Regions from separate parts of the Gossypium hirsutum genome. Here region 2 is linked to region 1. The links are chromatin contacts, called in public Hi-C maps. All regions are on one chromosome and are shown on one strand. The core of a region is the stretch at or near the end of the contact, and the rest is flanking DNA. Distances in the headings are between cores, read along the strand shown. Region 1 holds the start of LOC107945707 (mitochondrial outer membrane protein porin 2). Region 2 holds the start of LOC107945702 (glucan endo-1,3-beta-glucosidase 1).

Region 1 (4,243 bases), core at 488-2,987:
TTGATTTGTTAATATTCAAATTTTTTGGACTTTTGGTTTTTTTTATTCAATTAAAGATTTTTGCATTATTTTTAGTTATTTAAAAATAAATGTTTGGTTTTCAAAAATTAAACAAGCTAAGGATTTTCTACTGCAAATTTGAAATGAGTTTTACGAAGATTAATAACTAAAGTTTCAGAATGTGCTCAAATAAATGTTTGGTTTTCACTTATCGAGATCACGGTTTTCAAATCATCAACTCTAAAATTTCTGCTACAAAATTTTATTTAGAATTACGAGTTTTCTGAAGCAAGTGACTTAAGCACTATGATTTCATAAAATTGGGTTTTTAATTTAGTGGTTGGTAAATTCATATAAATGTTTTAAGAATGACAAATTTTCCTATTAAGAAATTGTGGCGAGTTTTATAAAACTTTGATTTTCGTTTTCGTAACGAGTCACGTTCTGGAAAGTAAAGATTTCAACTTATTTTTTTAACCTTCCAGATTTGGCCATAATGTATAGGTCAGATTTGGGGTGTTACAGGCCCATCCACTGGTAACCCGAGCTGTAACTGCACGTCCTTGAGAGTGATAGTACACTTACTGTATGGAAGATGGAATGTGTGCGTCTTGGGTCTCCACCTTTCCACCAGCGTGCTTACAAGTGTGGGGTCCAATATACACCCCTTACCTATAATGGCACGTGTAAAAATCTCGCATTTCTCAAGTAGGGTTCGATTAAAGGTGATTGAGGACCGGGTAGATTACGAATATACGTCTCCAAAACTCATTCTTTTGGTTATATATAAAAAAATACATAATATTAAATTCTAATATAATAAGAAAATATTTAAATTAAATTGGATTAAATATAATAAAAAATTCTTGTCATTTGTAATTGATCGACCGAAATGTGCTTGCCATCCAAACGGATTAGAGATTTTTCCATTGCTAATTTTGAAAAACACGAAATAACTTGTAATAGAAAAAAAAAAATTTACAAAAATTTTAATATAATTTTAATAAAAAAAAGAGAGTTGAGAGAGAAATAAAATTTGAGTAAGAAATTAAAAGGAATTGAGAGAGGTTTGAAAATGTGTGTGAGAGAGATAGTTGAGATTGAATTGACAAAAATGAAATGAGGGAGGGGGGTTATATAGAAAAAGAAATATAGTCGTTTTGGAGGTAGTCGTTGGTTTCAATAGCTAATTAAATAGTTGTTGGAGAAAATAGCCATTGAGAGTGACCGTTGGGGGAAAACAGGAAGTGTTTTCAGCTAATGTGGCAGAAAGCACTTCCAGCTAAAAGATTTTTTCTGCCAATATGCTGAAAACGCTTTTAGATGAAAACGTTTTCATTATTTCAGCCTGATCCTGTAATTTTACAAAAAAAATCAACCTAATCCAATAATTATTTTAAAAAATGAATTTTTTAAGTAATTCACACCATTGTTCAAGATCAAATCTTAATAATCTTAGAAGCGAATTTCATTGGCCCAATTAAATCTCAAAACTCTTTAATTTAAGAGTTTAAGTTGGCATTCCTCTGAACCTATTTTTAAGATTAAATCTCGATAATTCTTGAAGTAAACTATATGATCAAAGGTTTTTTTGTCATGACCATATCATCAAGTTTAAACAACTGTAAGATCTAAACTTTATTTAAAAAACAAAAGATTTATTCAAATATTATAACTAAAAAAAAAGTTAATAAACAATATTTTTATTTATCTGAAATCATCACTTTCCTGGCAAAAAAATGTGTAGTAGTTACTTTTTGAAACTCATCCATTAGTGTAGGATTTGGCTGTAATAATATTCCTCCCAGATCCAGCCAGCATTGTGATTATTTAAATAATACATATACTTGATGAAGGTTGAATTTGATCATAGTTTCGACAAAATCAAACGGTTACGAACACTAGGAGTTCCAAAAAGGGGCACACCCGATATTCACCTCCTTCAAAAGTTTTGGCATTTTCATTTTCGTCTCCACTAAAAAAAGCCCTGCGTCCTTCGAATCGATTCCATTCGATTTCACCATCTTTTAAATCCTATCAATTTCTCAGATCTTTCCCAGTCTTTTCTGCAACCATGAGTAAGGGACCAGGACTCTTCGTCGATATCGGCAAGAAAGCCAAAGGTAATCAATTCCTCTATCTCCTTCCTTCTCCACCGTACGATCTTTCGATATATATTTATATTCCTTTCAATTACCTGTTTTCATTTCTCCCTTTTTTGAATGCTTAGATCTGTTGACTAAAGATTATACCTCGGATCAGAAGTTCACTGTTTCTACTTACACTGGCGCTGGAGTTGTATGCCAAAATAATCTCTTTTACACCTTGAATTTCGATTCATGTTTATATCGTAGCTGGGGTGCGATAGTTTATTCTATAATGACACTCCGATTTGCTCGCTAGGACTTGATATATAGAGAGGGTCCATATTTGTGTAAAACTAGTGCTTTCATAATTTCAGGCTCTATTTATGTAATTGTGAACCTTGAGTTTTGGAGTAATTAGGTCTAATTTGCAACCAAAAAAAAAAGGGCTAGAAAGGTCTAACTTATAATTGAATGTAGATCGGGCATTTGAAAAATCAAGGTTCTTGTTATTTATTCTTTTCCACTGAAAAGAAATCTGTTTTAGGGTGATTTCCCTGGATTTCTCATGAATCTTTGGACTCAAACATTTTGTTGCCAATCTATTGTCGGTGAACCTGTGTTTCCAGATGGCACTGTTTTCGTCTGAATTGATATTACCACTTTTTTTAGTTCAAAAGGTGTAATTCGAATGAATGCAAGAGATACACCGCTCTGAACCGAGCCAAAAGTTTTAAATTTTACTTGTCTCAAAGTTTTCCTTGGCGGTTTGAATTTTGATTTGTCTGCTGAGGTTAATGAACTTTCATGTGGTTTTCTTTAGCTAGATCCTATAATTTAAAACTTACAACAGGTGAAGTTGTTCTATTTTATTCCTCATATGCCCCCTTATATATATATCAGGCCCTTACATCAACTGCTCTAAAGAAAGGAGGACTTTCTACTGGGGATGTTGCTGCATTATACAAGTACAAGAATACTCAATTCGATGTCAAAGTTGATACCAACTCTAACGTGGGTTCTTATGGTTTTCACTTTCTTTTGAAACTATTAAATAACAGTAGCCTAATCCAGCTGAGCGTCTTACATTCTTACATTGTTTTTCCAGATCTCCACAACACTTACATTCACTGAGATTCTTCCATCCACGAAGACTATTGCATCGTTCAAAGTGCCTGATTATAACTCAGGCAAGGTAGGAAGCTACCTCTCCTAAGCAGAAATGTTTTCCATGTTGATGATTTTGATGTTTAATAGTCCATATCTGCTATCTATTTTGCAGTTGGAGGTTCAGTATTTCCATGACCATGCAACCGTTACAACAACGGTTGGTTTGAACCAGACACCAGGCGTTGATGTCACGGCGACCATTGGGACACCCACTATTGCTTTTGGTGCAGAGGCAGGTTATGATACCACCTCTGGAAATTTCACAAAGTATACTGCTGGTATTAGCATGACAAAACCGGATTCCTGTGCTTCGATAATTCTGTAAGCTTTTGTACATTACTGTATTTACTCCACATGATTTTAAAAGTGAACCGAATTGAGAATTTTCTAATCTTTGACCCTGATTTCTTTCTCTTATTATTTGCAGGGGAGACAAGGGAGACAGTATAAAAGCATCATATGTGCATTACATGGACCAGCTGAAGAAGAGTGCTGCCGTGGCTGAGATCAGCCGAAGGTTTTCCACAAATGAGAACACGTTTACTGTTGGAGGGGTGTATGCTGTTGATCATCTCACTCTGATTAAAGCTAAGCTCAACAGTCATGGGAGGCTTGGAGCAGTGCTGCAACACGAAGTCGTACCGAAGTCGTTGTTGACAATCTCCAGTGAGCTTGACACAAAGGCCTTGGAAAAAAGTCCCCAGTTCGGATTGGCGCTTGCTCTGAAGCCCTAATTAGGTTTTTTTCATTTTTGGCTATTCAATGATGCTTTTGGAATTTGATACCTTAAAATTTTTTTTCTTGGTGATTGATGAAGGGTGGCAATAAATAGTTCCACAGATGATAAATATTCATTTCTAGGTTCTCAAAGGCTGTGGATGGATGTTTGATGATACTTTAGGCTTTTCCATGATTCAATATTGTAAGTTTTGAGTCATTTTGATAATGGTGCATTTAAGCCTTGTTTTGTCGAGGTCTTCCTTTTAATT
Region 2 (4,243 bases), core at 646-3,145, 350 kb before region 1:
TTGCCAGTAGCTGTTGAAAGCATAAGAAGCATGAGCAACAATGGTGTCTGGATAGAAACAGCTCCCATCTGGCATAAGTTCTTTACAATCAGCACCGCCTTCACCACAAGCGTAGTCCATTGCTTCTTGCAGTGTCTCCGTAGGGACACTCGGCTTAGCCACACACCAAAGCTTTTGCACCACCACCGTCTCTGGTGCTGGTGCAGTGTCATAGGCTGGATTACAAGGAGGCAAATGGAAGCCACTAGGTGAGCTGGCGGGAACAAAAGGCGGAGGCAGCTCTGGAGCAATGGGAAAGGAAAATGGTGGTGGAGAGTCAACAGGGAAGCAAATGGGAGGCAGTGAAGCAATAGGGTACTGTGGAGGATGAGGGGTTTTGGCTACATTGGCAGGCGCAGAAATGCCAGTAGAAGGAGCGGTTTGTGGCGAGGATGGCCTATCAGGGAATGGTCTTTCGAACTTGGAATCCATCATTGACAGCTTCCTGCTTATGGGTTTTTTCGGTTGTTGACTGGGGAATACGACATTGACCTTTCTAAGCTCAAAAGATCCAAACCTTTTCATGAAATCCAGGTGTGAGGAGAGTAAAACCAATGTTTCATGCAAAGAGGAAGACAAATTTGGAGGAGCAATAATGGAGTAAGTGGAGTTTGTATTTTGGAAGAACTCCAACAGGGATTTGACCACCTTCTTACCCAAATCATCAGTAAAAACAACAGAGTTTTGCATCAAACAATCGGAAGAAAAAACAGCCGACACTTTGATGTCTTTCTCTAGACCCCACCTTGTAAGAGAGTGATAAATGTTCTTGAGGGATGGTAGTAAAAAACCCAAACTGTCTTCTTCTCCTTTACCATTTTGACAAAGAATAGTATCACCCACAAGAATGGTAGTGATTTTGGCAGCTGGAAAGTGAGCTAAAGCATGAACCCGGACCCAACTCTCAGCCTTCAAAACACTGCTAGAAACCTCTCTGAGAACATTGCCATTCACAGCAACTGCTATAGGAACATCACCGTGAGGTAATGCATGAATAACCTCCGGAGTTGTGTCATAAAGCCTAAGGTATTCAATAGATTCTTGACCTGCGCCTGCAAAAGAAAAAAAACGCATAAAAATGTTTTCAAGAGATGAAAACGTAGAACAAAGAGAACCCACATTTTGACATGATGAAACATTTAGAGAAAACAGTATATAGGGTTTTCAAATTTTATACTTTAACATACCAGTAAGACCCAGAAAACAGAGAAAGAACAAGCAAATGATCATTAACTCCATCTTCAACATTTTTTTTTCAACAATAATAAAGATCTGAAAATGAGGTTGGGTTGGGTTGGGTTGGGATGGAGTTGGAACAGTTGGGACCTCTTGAAAGCTCTGAAAAACCCTTTAAACCCCACCCTCTGTCTCTCACTCCCTCCCTCCCCCTCTGAGTCCCCGTGCAAGTTATAAGAAGTGCGGCTTTGATCTTCAATGTGAACAAAAGAATATGTTCACCATGGATGGATTGCAGGCTTCAAAGTTAAAAAACACAAAAACTACCTATTTTTCTAAATTCTTTGTCACCAAACTCAAAGAGTACAAGACCACAGAACTTAAAAGAACTGAAGGGTTCAAGCAAGTTATGCAGGAAGATATCTGCAAAATCTTGGTGCCCGAGATTTTTTACAGTACATCCTCTCTCTTTTTTCTTTTAAAGTATTATTACAGTACATGTACATTGAGAGAGAAGGGTCATCTTGTTTTCCTACAGCGCATTGGGACGCGTGGGAAGTGGGAACCAATGAACATAAGGACTGTGCATTGGTGTGGGAAGTGTGAGCTTTTTTGCAGTCACCATTGCACCCCAAACATACTATAATGTATTTGCTACTCCTAATGGCAGAAACGACGCCGGTTTGATTACACAGAGACAGAGGGAATGGAAAAGGAAACTGGTGGTGGGGTCCGGGACACATGAAGTGAAAGGAAAAAACAAAAAAGGGTGGCAGAGTGTGGGGACGGGCGTAGGGATCAGACGGTGGAGAGCAGCTTCATGAGGAGCAATTCTGGATATTTGATGTGACTAGTATTTACTATTTCCTTATATTCCAACTTTTTCTATGTTTTTTAGTGCTCTGACCAGCAGGCCTACTCATACATCGGGCTCACCAAAATTACTCGAAAAATTTTGAATTTTTCAATTTGGTTGTTTTCTTTTTATACGTTCAAATGGTTATTTGGAGAAATTAATAAATTTAAAATTATTAAATCAAAATATTTTTTTAAACAGAAAATTAAAATATCTTTAAAACTTGAGTTTAATATTAATAAAGGTTCATTTTCGAAATTATTTATAAAAATAGACTGTTTTTTAAAATAATAATGGGTATGGACTGAAAACTTAAAAACACGCTAATATGGATATGTTTTTAGAGGATAATACAAAAAAGAGCATCCACATCAATGTTATTTTCCTTGTGTCAGGTAAAAACGTACTGACGTGGTCACGCTTTTGGCCATGTAATCCCTAATAGATTATTTGCTAATTAGGGTCCAGGTTTTGGGTTTGATTAGAGTTTAGGAAATTTTAAATTAGGGTATTAGGCTTTTAATTGTTTAAGAAATTTTAAAATTTAAATAATATTAAAAAATGAAATTAACTCTTACCATTTACATTTGGTCGACGGAGATATGTTTATCATCAAGACGAATTAATTGCCAGGCCATTACTAACACGATCAAATTTCTTAAAAATTATAAAAATAAATTAATAATAATTCAGACAAAAATAAAAAAAATTAGAGAGCTTTGAGAGCTTTTTAAAGAAACTTAGAGAGAAATTTGGAAAAATAATGAAATTTGATGTGAAAAAATGGGTTGGGGGTTTTATACTTTTTTTTTCCTGACTATCGGAGGCCCAACGGTTAGATTTTTAAACGATCGTTGGAGGTGACCATTGGGGAAAAACACGGCCAACAGCGCGTCCTCGTCAACGCTTTTGCCTGACACAAGGAAAAAATGCTGACGTGGACGCGTTTATCCCCTAAAAACGCGTCCACGCCAATATGTTTTTGGGTTTTTGGTCCATACCCGTTATTATTTTTAAAAACAGTCCATTTCCGTAAATAATTTCGAAAATGGACCTTTATTGGTACTAAACCCTTAAAACTTCACCAAAACAAGATTTTGAGGTTTTTTTACCCAATAATATAAAAAATTAATTAAATATCAAAATGGTATCCTCGTGACATTATTTATTAAAATGGAGTGAAATGAATAGTATTGAGGGGTGGTACCTAAAGGGGTGGCAGCACCATCCATTTTTCTCTACCCAATCATACCTCCATCATTAGCCCATAATATGTCTTAAAAAATATTTTTTAATGTTGAAGGGACATTATACGGCTACACCAGTTTGAGGCAACTATAGCGAGCAAAATACAGGGCACGAAAAAATACGGATAAAAAAGGGTAGAGGGTGCTACACTGGCAGCACCAAGCTTAGAGGGCACATGTCAGGCGGCACCCGCTTGGAGGACCACTATCAGGAGGCACTAGTTGGAGGAGGGAGACTGTCAAGCGACATCAAACCCTTATATTTTTTAGTTAAACGATTATAACAATTTGTGTGAAGTGTTGTAGTAATTTTTGTGTTTTGTTTTGTTGAATTGTTATAATATTTTTGTGTTTTGTTGAATGATTGTAGCAGCTAATGGATAAGAATAAAAGAAAGGAATTCTTTTTGTAGAAAAGGAGAAAACAAAGAAGAAAAGTCATAAAGATTTGTAAGGTTTGTACAATGATTAATTCTTGTTATTATATTCTTTACAATAGAATCTTATTTTATTTTGCAAATAATTATTGAGAAATTTAATTATGTTTAAATATTTGTATAGATTTAGTATTGAATATGAATAATCAATTTTTTCATATGTGTTTATTTCAATGAAATAATTTTAACAATAGTTGGTTGTATATTTGAATGTCACTACCAAATAACAATGAAATTTAATAAAAATGTGTCAGTTGATGATATGAAAGAAAGAATTAGTGCAAAAATTGTTAGACGTTGTGGGAGGAGGATCTTGAAACTATTTTACAAATTCCCAGTTTTGACAAATCCTATCAAATTCACCGAGATGAAACTTGTAGACGATGAAGGCGTAGAGACAATGGTCGCACTTTATTACCAAAATCAGAGTGGCCACATTGAACCGATTTAGTTGTCTGTTGAGTTAGTTGATGTGGAGCCAGCTAAAGA

The links. Hi-C and Micro-C count contacts between places; a contact is called where the count stands out from the background.
Region 2: a contact with region 1 is called in a Hi-C map of hypocotyl, with 4 times the contacts expected there. The contact joins the promoter of LOC107945702 here to the promoter of LOC107945707 in region 1. A contact is called at or near these places in 3 of 34 Hi-C or Micro-C datasets (hypocotyl and leaf).

The regions. Positions count from the first base shown.
Region 1 is chrD12:28,094,185-28,098,427 of Gossypium_hirsutum_v2.1, reverse strand. LOC107945707 (mitochondrial outer membrane protein porin 2) reads left to right here and starts at 1,737. Exons shown (of 6, transcript XM_016879798.1): 1 at 1,737-2,123; 2 at 2,231-2,298; 3 at 2,988-3,098; 4 at 3,193-3,279; 5 at 3,367-3,575; 6 at 3,682-4,241. The coding sequence starts at 2,075. The coding sequence ends at 3,988.
Region 2 is chrD12:28,446,694-28,450,936 of Gossypium_hirsutum_v2.1, reverse strand. LOC107945702 (glucan endo-1,3-beta-glucosidase 1) reads right to left here and starts at 1,895. Exons shown (of 3, transcript XM_016879794.2): 1 at 1,227-1,895; 2 at 1-1,091. The coding sequence starts at 1,287.